Linked DNA regions of Sus scrofa: all the other regions are linked to region 2. A link is a contact called in public HiChIP or PLAC-seq data. All regions are on one chromosome and are shown on one strand. Each heading gives the region's core, a stretch centred on a gene start, on an enhancer-like site or on the middle of the called end of the contact. The rest is flanking DNA. Distances are from core to core; before and after follow the strand shown. Region 1 has its middle 88 kb from the start of SLC7A11. Region 2 overlaps LOC110262153 (a long non-coding RNA gene). Region 3 overlaps SLC7A11 (cystine/glutamate transporter).

The links. HiChIP or PLAC-seq counts read pairs in DNA pulled down with a chosen protein or histone mark.
Region 1: an H3K27ac HiChIP or PLAC-seq map of alveolar macrophages shows a contact between it and region 2. The contact joins two enhancer-like sites. A contact is called at or near these places in 1 of 47 Hi-C or Micro-C datasets (embryonic fibroblasts) and 1 of 2 datasets of contacts at active chromatin or transcription factors (alveolar macrophages).
Region 3: a contact with region 2 is called in an H3K27ac HiChIP or PLAC-seq map of alveolar macrophages. The contact joins two enhancer-like sites. A contact is called at or near these places in 1 of 47 Hi-C or Micro-C datasets (embryonic fibroblasts) and 1 of 2 datasets of contacts at active chromatin or transcription factors (alveolar macrophages).

The regions. Positions count from the first base shown.
Region 1 is chr8:88,518,028-88,521,918 of Sscrofa11.1, forward strand. No RefSeq gene overlaps it. Among named protein-coding and RNA genes, the nearest start is that of SLC7A11, 88 kb to the right of the region's middle. Within about 2 kb of position 1,739, at least 3 of the 83 cell types and tissues checked have an H3K27ac peak or open chromatin away from gene starts, as enhancers often do. A contact at or near this core is called in alveolar macrophages, where this site is marked.
Region 2 is chr8:88,227,068-88,230,810 of Sscrofa11.1, forward strand. All of the region lies in intron 5 of LOC110262153 (a long non-coding RNA gene), which reads left to right. Among named protein-coding and RNA genes, the nearest start is that of NOCT, 320 kb to the left of the region's middle. Within about 2 kb of position 1,279, at least 8 of the 83 cell types and tissues checked have an H3K27ac peak or open chromatin away from gene starts, as enhancers often do. A contact at or near this core is called in alveolar macrophages, where this site is marked.
Region 3 is chr8:88,663,990-88,667,442 of Sscrofa11.1, forward strand. It overlaps SLC7A11 (cystine/glutamate transporter), which reads left to right. Exons shown (of 12, transcript XM_021101587.1): 7 at 1,372-1,495. Among named protein-coding and RNA genes, the nearest start is that of SLC7A11, 58 kb to the left of the region's middle. Within about 2 kb of position 1,437, at least 3 of the 83 cell types and tissues checked have an H3K27ac peak or open chromatin away from gene starts, as enhancers often do. A contact at or near this core is called in alveolar macrophages, where this site is marked.

The DNA of each region.
Region 1 (3,891 bases), core at 489-2,988, 290 kb after region 2:
CAGAAAATTTGGATCATGAGCTGGAGCTGAGAGCAGTTTGACAACTTTCATTTGTAAAATGGCAGCTAAATAGAGCCTACTGGAACCAGATTCTATGGGAGAATGGAGAGTCTCAAAGAACTAGAGTTTGGAATGAGTGAATTAAGGAAGTGAGAGAATGTCACAGCTGGGTTTTCCCAAGAAGATTTTGTAATTCTAACCATGTATGTGTTACAGGAAGTCACTGATGCTGACCTGACTTGCAAAAAATACTAGGCAGAGAAGAATGTGATTCGATATCATTGAATAAAGTATATATTAGGGAATCAGTTTAAGTTTATTGGGGGAGAGGTGATAATACACATGTTTACCAAAAATTTTAATAGTGCTAAGTAGCTTTTTTGACTCAGTGAAGTAGTTTGGACATTTGCACTTAGATTAAATCTCAAATAGATGTATATATTGGCGGGAAAAAAGGATGTTATCCGATGCAATTTAGAAAAGAAGTAACTATCATTATTCTCTCTCACGTAGATTTCCTATAGCTCTTGGCACTTGGTAGATAAGATTATGATCAATGGGGCCACGAGCTATGCAGTGGGTGGTAGTGTGTGCTATAAACATATGATCATGTACATTCCACATCTCAAGAATGATTACAAATATAGTCATTTGATCTTAGTTTTTATGTAGACAGCTAATAGTTTTCTCATAATGGAGTCTACAAAAGTTAGTTGTTTTCATGAGCCATGAAATAAAACCACTGTTTGCTCTACCTTTTATTATTTTAACTATATTCAACAACTCTTAAAACAGTTATTCAGTTTCTTGACTATTCCCATCCTTTCAGATTCTTCTTTTACTTTTTCCTTTTTATGCTTATTTTTTTATGCTTATTTTTGGCCATTTTAATTTTCACCTGAATTTCACCAAGTCAATTATGTAAAAGACATCTAATTACCACTTTTATTATTTATTTAACAAAAATCATTTGGAGGGATGCCTTTTTAGGATACAGGCTAATTTTAGTCTTCTGCATGACTTACTGATTTCAGTTATTGTACTTTGGGGTTTATTACTCATCACACTACATATTTATGAGTCAGTAATGCCACATGACTTTTTAATAAAGATCATCTGGCTTTACCCATTAAGGAAGCAACAGAGAGGGCATAAATCTTACTTTGGGGGATGTATGCTTTCTATTTAGACCCTTGAGGATGAAATTTCTTTCTTTTTTTTTTTTTTTCCTTTTCTAGGGCTGTTTCCACATCATATGGAGGTTCCCAGGCTAGGGGTCTAATTGGAGCTGTAACTGCTGGTCTACACCACAGCCACAGCAACACGGGATCTGAGCCGTGTCTGTGACCTACACCACAGCTCATGGCAATGCCAGATCTTGACCCACTGAGCAAGGCCAGGGATAAAACCCACAACCTCATGGTTCCTAGTCAGATTTGTTAACCACTGAGCCATGACGGGAACTCCGTGAATGAAATTTCTGATGACACATGTGCCTGAGTATGCATCTGCTTTAACATAAGTATTGTTAAACTACTCTCAAAATTGTATATGTAAATATTGTACAATTTTGACTTAAATTTTGATTGACGTCCTAATATAATAGGTGCTAACTCTGCCCATTTTCCAAGGGAGATGCTATTATCTTTGTGAGACTTTAAAGGAAGTGGGTGTTGGGTGGGAAGGGGTTTTTCTTTTCACTTCAATGCAGTAAGAGGAACTCTAAAGAGATGATTCCGAGAGCTTGAGGGACACTGATGTTGGTGCTTATCTCATGCCTGAGAAAGGTGAGCATCAGCTTGGGGATCCAGTGGCAGTAGAGCAGAAGGCTACCATTAGAATCGTTGCTAAGTGTTATGGATTTTACTGCTTCCCCTCCAAAAACTATGTTGAAGTCCCAACCCCCAGTATCTGCATAGTGTAACCCAATTTGGAAATAGGGTCTTTGTGTAGGCAAAATCAAGTCAAGATGAGGCAATATAAAATTATAGTAGGTCCTAATTTGGAAAGTGTCCTTAAGAGTAGAGAGACACACACAGAGAAAATGGCCATCTGATGACAGGCAGAGATGAGAATGATGTATCTACAAGCCAAGGAATGCCAAGGATTGCTGGCAAATACTAGAAGTCTGTAGAAGAGGCTGGAGTGAATTTTCCCTATAGGATTAATGCCCTGCCAACACCTTCTTTTGGATTTATAGTCTCCAGAACTGAGTGAAAGTGCATTTCTATTTTAATCTAATCAGTTCATGGTACTTTGTTACAAGCCCTAGAAAACTAACACAGCATGTAATTGCACTCCTAATGAAAGCAAAGTTTAGAAGTTTCCCATGGACAGATTGTGAGCCATAGGAGAGAATAGTGGTAGATGATCATTTTAGACCTTGTTCAAGAGGACAGCTTGAAAGAGCAAAGAAAACTTAGCAGAAAGATATTGAAAGTATACAGCTAGATGCCCAAGGCCTTAAAGAATTCTAAGCAGTCATCCAAGGAGTACCTGCATTGAGAACTGCTAGTGAAATATAGTGTATACATTCTTTTTAAGCACACATGGAACATTCTCAAGGATTGACCACATGCTGGAGCACAAAACTAATCTCAACAAATTTAAGAGTATAGAAACTATTTAAAGCATCTTCTCTGACCACAATGGCCTGAAACTAGAAATATACCATAGGAAAAGAAAAAAACCTGGACTACATGGAGATTAAACAACATGCTATTAAAAAACCAATGGGTCAATGAGAAAATCAAAAGGGAAATTAAAAAAATACCTTGAGACAAATGATAATGAAACACAACCATTCAAAATCTATGGGATGCTGCAAAAGCAGTTCTTATAGGGAAGTTCATAGCAATACCAGTCTTCCTCAAAAAAAGAAGAAAAATCTCAAATCAACAACTTAACCTACTATGTAAGGTTACTACTACTAAGAATTAGAAAAAGAACAAACAAAACCTAAAGTCAGCAGAAGGAAGGGACCAATAAAGACCAGAGAGGAAATCAATAAAATAGATTCAAAAAACAATAGAAAAAATCAACAAAATCAAGGGCTGGCTCTTTGAAAGAATAAATGAAATTGACAAATCTCTGGCCAGACTCACATAGAAGAAGAGAAAACTCAAATATACATGCATTCATGAGAAATGAAAAAGGAGAAATCTCAATGGATACTGCAGAAACACACACACACACACACACACACACACACACAAAACTTGAAAGACTTCTACAATTATATGCCAACAAATTTGAAAATCTAGAAGAAATGGACAATCTTCAACATACAGCCCACCAAAACTCAACCAAGAAGAAAAAGATCATTTGAACAGACCCATTACTATAATTAAAATTGAATATGTAATTAAAAAAACTCCCTACAACAAAAGTCCAGTACCAGATGGCTTCATAGGAAAATTCTACCTAGCATACAAAGAAGAACTTTTATCATCCTTCTTAAACTTTTCCAAATGCTTAAAGGAGAAGGAATACCCCCAAGACATTCTGTGAAACCACAAACACCCTAATACCAAAACCAGAAAAAGACACTACCAAAAAAATTATAGGCCAAAATCTTTGACAAATATAGACACAAAAATTCTCAATGCAATTTTAGCCAACCAAATCCAACAACATATATAAAAGATCATGCACCACAACCAAGTGGGATTCATCCCAGGTTCATGAAAATCGTTCAACATACAGAAATCAATGTTATACACCACATTAACAAAAGTAAAAAACCACATGGTCATCTCAAGAGATGCAGAAAAAAAATTTGATAAAGTTCAACATGCATTCATGATAAAAACTCTTGCCAAAGTGGGTATAGAGAGAGCATATCTTAACATAGTAAAAGCCATTAATGACAAACCCATAGCCAGTATAATA
Region 2 (3,743 bases), core at 29-2,528:
GGCTTTTTTTTTTTTTTTCTTTTTCTGTTTCCTTTTTCTTCTTCTTTTGTTTGGTTATCAGGTCTTTCTCTATGAGAGCAGAGAGCTGTGTGGTACCCTCAAGGCTGTCTTACCTTCTGATTGAGTAAATGTTTCTGCTTAATGAATCATTTCATGCTACTTACTGATGGGGCTTTTTGAAAGAATGGCTTTGGGGTAAGAAGTACAGTTAGAAATGATCACCAGCAACAACCAAATGATATTTACGATTTCAGTTGACCATTATGACTGTTTACTGGTTGGAGAGTTCCTTCCACGGTCCAGTGATATCCTTCAATTTTGTAGAAAATCAAGGAAATTTGTTAATTGATAAATAGATATTTTTGTTATTCTATAGCTTTATAGTATTTGTGAGTTGAATAGGAAAATCTTCTCAATGGAAATTAAAAATTTGTATTAAAGTTAACTCAATGGTTCTCCAAGTTTAGTCCACACATTTTACCAAAAAGCTTGGTAAAGCGCAGACTTCTAGATGCTACACCAAGATTTCCAGATTTAATAGATCTTGACTGGGCATTTTTAACAAACTCCAAAATTATTCTGATGCAGGTGGTTGGAGCCATGGTTCGAGGAAAATAGGGATCATATAACACTTGACCTTGGCTGATCATGGAAGGGGGGAATTCTCCACTCAACCCCTCCTCGCGTGTTTTCATATAATATAATTTCCTCTCAGATAACAATTGTGTTTTAATACAATGCAGGAAGGCAGCTCCTGGTAGCGCAGTGTATCACCTGCAATGTTATTTTCACTTTTCAGTCTCAGGTTTATTCCCGCTACAAAGATTGAAGGATGATCTGAAATCAAATACATTTGTCTGGAAGCTGAATGTCTGTCAGACCCAGGCATTGATTTCCTTGAGCTTGAGTTCTCAGTAAATGTCTTTCCAGTGAGAATTCCAATCAGGATTCTAAAGGTTATATGAAATAGGCCTGATTTCTGAGCTTTCTCTGGGGAGATCGCTTAATTTATAGGCAAAAAGGGGGAGAAATCCACTCCCCACCACTGCTTGTTTTGTAATCAGCACACAGTTCATATTTGAGAATAAAACGCTGTGTTGATTACTTGTGTGAACTAGGCTGAGACAGAAAATATCTCTGTGCAGAGGCTCTTTAAGGATGAAATATTTGCATTTTTGGAGGATGAAATGATAGCAAAATGAAATCTAGGCAGAACTGTAGAGATGTAGAGTTGCAGAGATGCTTGATTTCTATAGGTGCTCTTACACCGTTCTATCACGAGGGGGCAGCATTGCACTTTGGTTGGAAAATAGTCTCTGTGGCAAGCAGCCCTTTAAAGGAAAATATATCCAAGCTAGCAAAGCTAAAAACCAGAACATTAGCAAGAACCAGAAAACCAACAACACAGAACCCAAACTCTCTTTGTTATAATGTGCCATCTTTGCTTTTCCGGGTGTACAGAGTTTAATATTGTAGTATTAAGACTCTCCAGGGCATACTTTATCGGTCCATTAATACACACTTAGGGGTTGTGGATAATGCAGTGAGATTATTTTTCCCTTTTCTCACTTTTCCTTTGGCTCTCCCATCTTATATCACTGTCCTTGTCTTGTTGCCAAGCAGCTACTCCCCTACCTACTTCCCTCCAGGAAGAGGCAGACCTGGCAGCTGGCGTGCCTTGGCATCGCTGGTCATTTTGAGGTGCTGGTAGATGAGCTGACTGGAAAGCTCCTTCCCTTCTCCTTCTTGATGTGAAATCAGGCTCACAATTTGCAAGGGTCTGAGAAGCTCCTGGGGATCGCAGTCACCTTTATGCAACCACACAAACATACTTTTACAGGAGTCAAGCCATCACTTTATAGGGAATGATGTGAAATAAATAGATGCTCAAATTTTGCATTTTTATAATGACTCTTACTATTACTGGATCAAATGCGAGTGAATTAAAAACAGATCCAATCTTCGGCTTTAGGAATATCAGTTCCACCAGTCCAGGAATTGTGTCTATTTGTTGATGGTATATCCTAAGTTCTTAGAACGTGCCTGGTGTGGAAGACACTCAGTAAATTTGCTGAAGGAATGAATGAATTTAAACGCCTGTGCCATGATGGCCCTTCCCACTTTCTGGCTTTGCTTTCGAGCAATGATTCTCTTGGAGACTGAGGCCAGGCTGGGCACCGGCCTTGGCTTCCTTCCTTGTTCCAGTCTTTGCATACTTTCTGGGCTTGTGAATTACAACGGTGCAAGATTTCTTGAAGGAAAAGTTCTAAAAGTCATCCTCCCAGAATAACCATAAACCCCCAGCCATCTTTGTTTCTCTGAAATTTGCTTATAAAATTACAGCACTTACACTGTGGATTCTACCATTGGTTGGCAGGGCGGGGGTGATTCATCAAGACGAGGTTGGAAGGTAACTTTCCATTGATGCCCTTCCGTGAGGCAGTCTTTCTCTTTCCTTCCTCCTCCCCTTTTTTCTGGTGCAGGAAGCAGGCAGTTGGGAAACAACTTTGAGCAGGAGCAGAAGAATCACAGGGCAGGGAATAACAGGCACTATGAAGATTAATTACGCTCTTTGGAATCCAGCTTGACTGGGCAAGGTGAGACAGTTCAATTATTTAATCACGTTGGCGCTCCTGGCTTCTGAGGCCTTGAGTGCTGGGACAGCCCTCCCTCCCCACTTCATTCATGTGAGGAATTGCTCCTCAGCTCCCTGCTCCCAGTTGGACCCTCAGGCAGAGGGAAAGGAGCGATGGATTTTGGAAGGAGAAGTTTCCAGATCTGCCTCCTCCCGGGCTGTGTTGTGCTTATGCTGGAGCCTGGCAGGCTGCTCCCCTCTGTGTGTAGTGGATGCTTTTCCCCTCACGCACATACCTTTTTAAGGCTTGCTTTTCGCTCAAGCATGGCTACCCACTGAACTACAGGTCCGAGCATGCTGGATTAGAACACACTGGAGCAATGAGGTCACATCTTGTAGTCTTACATCTGCATTGGCCCAATGTGGTTATTAGCATTTGAAATGTGGCCATTAGAGCACTAACATTTTTTAAGTTAAATTAATTTCAAGTTCAACAGTTACCTATGGCCAGTGGCTACTGTACTGGGCTGTGAAAGACCGAGCTGCACCCACAATGCCCAGGAGAAAGGTTTCCTTTCCATGAATGATTTTTGCTTTTGTGATGGAACTGGACTGCTGCACTGTGATACAGAAGGGGCAGTTTGCACCACGGGCCCTCTATTATTTCATGTATTTTTTTTTTCATCACATCTCACCGTGCCCTCCTGTTTCTCACCATACCCATCTTGGCAACATCTCTCCTTGTTGGTGTCCAAGGAGACACAGAAAATGGTGTTTTACACATTCTGCCCTAGTTCCTTGTTCCTGATGGGGTGAAAAATCTTAATCACCATGGAAACAGCGTTCTCTCCAAACAAAATGAGAAAGGCGGGCGTGTCTTGTTCAGACCCTGGAGCCTCGCATCTCCATGGACTCTGTTATGATGGGGCCTCCGACTTAGTCATCCTGCCTGGCAGTGAAGCACTCTGTTGAGTGTAGATTTTCAAAGATGTTCAAGGATTTAATGCATCTCTCTTTTTTTTTTTTTTTTTTTTTTTGTCTTTTGTCTTTTGAGGGCCGTACCTGTGGCATATGGAGGTTCCCAGGCTAGGGGTATAATCGTAGATACAGCTGTCAGCCTACACCACAGCCACAGCAACGCTGGATTCTTAACCCACTGAACAAGGCC
Region 3 (3,453 bases), core at 187-2,686, 440 kb after region 2:
ATGCATGTTATAGTGTGAGCAGAAAATTCCACGGGACCCTCTTCACACTGGGAAAGAGAAACATCTGCTCCTTTCCTATTAGGATACCAGGATTTTAGAGGTCAATGTGTTTCCCCATCAAGGCTTAAGGCTTTGGGGATCAGGGGACGTGTCAGGCTCCAAGCAGCATAATGAATGGCAGTTGCTGATGGGCTAGGTTTGCCTGTTCTCAACAGGGGATAGAGAATTCAGCGTAATGAGCTGGGACTTTGTGCGCTCAACACACCACTTGGGGAGTGAGGCAGGCTGTGCCTTTATTTTTTTTTCCCTGGTTCGGAACTGAATTTTCATCCTGCAAGAAATTATATGGAGGTCTTCATTAGTGGCACCCAGCAGGGTTAAGGCTCCATGAGGGCTGATAAGCTCTATGGCTAAAAGAACCCATCAGCCTTTGTGCAAGGCACTGAAGGTTTAAGTTGCTTGAACTGGAAAATATCTGAAGAGGTGATTATGCTAGCAAGTAATGTGTATTGGTAACATGGAATCAAATTATTAGGGTCAGTAACTTCCTGACTTTCCCAGTGCATTAAATGAAGACATAACATTGCATTGGTGCCGGGTACTTCTTGATGCCACATAGTGTCAGCACTGTCTGGTCATATGTACTTCACAGCATGTCACCTTTAATTTCATGGGATTATCTATGCTGTTGCTTTAATAGATACTCATGATCTTGAGCTTCCTTTGAACTCACAGCAGGGCAGAGCAAAGCCATTATTGGGAGCATTTCCTGGCTTTTTGTGTTATATTCAAAATTATTACCGTTACTTAGAAAGGTGGATGTATCCTCTTCTCACGCTTCCAAAAGCACACACTTTTTTGATTGCAAGGGGCATTACTGAGGGGAAAACACTGAATGCAAAAGACCTCTTTGGAAAGGTGTCAAGGCAAGTGAACCAGTGTTAGAAAGGCATATAGGACAGTGAATCTCAAAGTGTGGTCCCCTGGCCAACAGCATCAGAATCACCCAGGAATGTGTTAGAAATGTAAATCCTCCTGAATCAGACACTCTCGAGATAGACTCAGCAATCTGTTTCAACAAGCCTTTCAGGTGATGCATGCTCAAGTTGGTGAACCAGTGCTATGGGATTTATGGAGCACAAGAATGGGATAGAGCAGTGGGCAAGACAATGTAGTATCTCCCCTCATGGACTTTATTCCATTACAAAGAAAGAGGTGGTACTTCACCCTGATGAAATGTTTATACATGCCCAGCAGAACCTGAAATTATCCATACTATTTTAATCTTTCTTTGGATTAGCTTGTTGTCTTTGGTTTCAGAGAAACGACTAACAAAAGATGACTAATAAGCTATTCCTTTGTGTATTTCAGAACCATCCCCCTTGCGATATGTATATCCATGGCCATTGTCACCACTGGCTATGTGCTAACAAATGTGGCCTACTTCACTACCATTAGTGCCGAGGAACTGTTGCTTTCGAAGGCAGTGGCCGTGGTGAGTCTGAGTTGGGAAAATGCCAACTGGAATCTGGGTTAATGAGTTGATGCAGTTTCGTAGTAGTTCCCTCCAGCAGCAAGTGGTTTGAAATGCAGTTAATTTTTTTTTTTTGAAAATGATGAGTATTTTAAAAATTTAGGGCAAACCTTAGCATATTCCATCTAGCTGATCCAGCTACAATCCTACATGATTTCTCTGTACTGTTACTTTCGTGTCAAATATTTCCACACATACGTGCTTGTAAGCATATTTCCACACACACATGTTGAATAGAAGGCATTATTCGTCCAACATGTCGTAAAGGGCAGGTGGGAAATTTCTGAGTTTAAATGACTGCATTTGGGGTATGCAAATTGCAGTTTATTCTGTGCTCTTTCCTGTTTGGACCTTTTACAAAAGTTAACATCTTTTCCCCAAAGTAACACTTAAGAATTTCTAAGCAGACCATGTACATTTGTTTTTTTCATGTGTGTGTGTGTGTGTGTGTATGTGTGTGTGTGTATGTATATATATATATATCCTTTTGAATACTAATTCTAGGATATTATTAATTTGGAGAAATCCTGTGTTATTCAAAGTTAAACAGATGTCATTGCTGTAGTATTCCTCAGAATATTGTAGAAGCTAATGTGCATTTTAACTCCCTCAGAAGTGGATACTCATAATTTTACAGCATTGTCCAAAATTTATTTGACTTCAGGAATATCTTTGCTCCCAAAGGTCATGTGATGGGACTGCTATTCTGTGCATGCTTTTTGGCATAAAAACTTAGCTAGTAAGAGAGCATTCGTTCGTGACCTTTATAACAATAAACGGTGAAAAAAAGAACTTCCCATCACTAGATGTCAGTTCCTTTTAAAATAGTCACTATTACCTCATATCAGCAACATCCACAAGGAACAAATTATCTCATTTCATGTGAACCTGTGTAGAAGTTCACTGTATTAAAAAAAAGACTTTGCCCACTGCTGTAACTTCTACTAGACAAGCAAAGGCACAGAGCTTCCTGATGTCGGGTGCTTGTCTCATCTTACTAGACAAAGGGCAGCACTTAGTCTTTGAGAGTCATGTGTCCATTAATTACATAGCACCAGCTGCATCAAGGACAAGTAAAGAATCCCACTCTTTTTTGTTTTATTTTGGAAAATACATCCTTCATGAAAATTTGCAGTGTTGCACCTGCCATGGAGTAAAAAGAAATGTCGGAAGTTTTATCTTTCGTATTTCCTGTGGCTCGATTTCCTCAGACTTGTATGGATGTTCTATCCTTTGAATAAGAAACTGGAGAAGGAGTTCCCGTCGTGGCGCAGTGGTTAACGAATCCGACTAGGAACCATGAGGTTATGGGTTCAGTCCCTGCCCTTGCTCGGTGGGTTAACGATCCGGCGTTGCCGTGAGCTGTGGTGTAGGTTGCAGACGCGGCTCGGATCCCACGTTGCTGTGGCTCTGGCGTAGGCTGGTGGCTACAGCTCCAATTCGACCCCTAGCCTGGGAACTTCCATATGCCACGGGAGCGGCCCAAGAAATAGCAAAAAGACAAAAAAAAAAAAAAAGAAACTGGAGAAGAAATTGGCACATACCTGAGAGGGCCAGATTGACTCGACAAACAGAGATTCAGCTGATGTGATTATTCTGGGTGAAAGATTTTTCAGAACTGCTCACATTTATGATATACATGATTAAGTTATTTGTTCACACTTTTAGGCCACAATGGTGGGACTGTTATCTAAAACATGTATCTGTAACACGTCTCAGTGTATATTCATACTTCATTCCAAAAACGTGGCTTCCCAGACTGAAGAAAAGGTATACAGAAAGCTTTCTGTCTCCAAAAGGAGAACTTATGAATTGAGCTGTTTTTATTCACTAGATTCAGAAATGATAGATATAGTTGATTAAAGACTGGATCAATGGATCATTGCTTTTTGAAAGTAGAGGGAAGGGGCTTGCTTAGA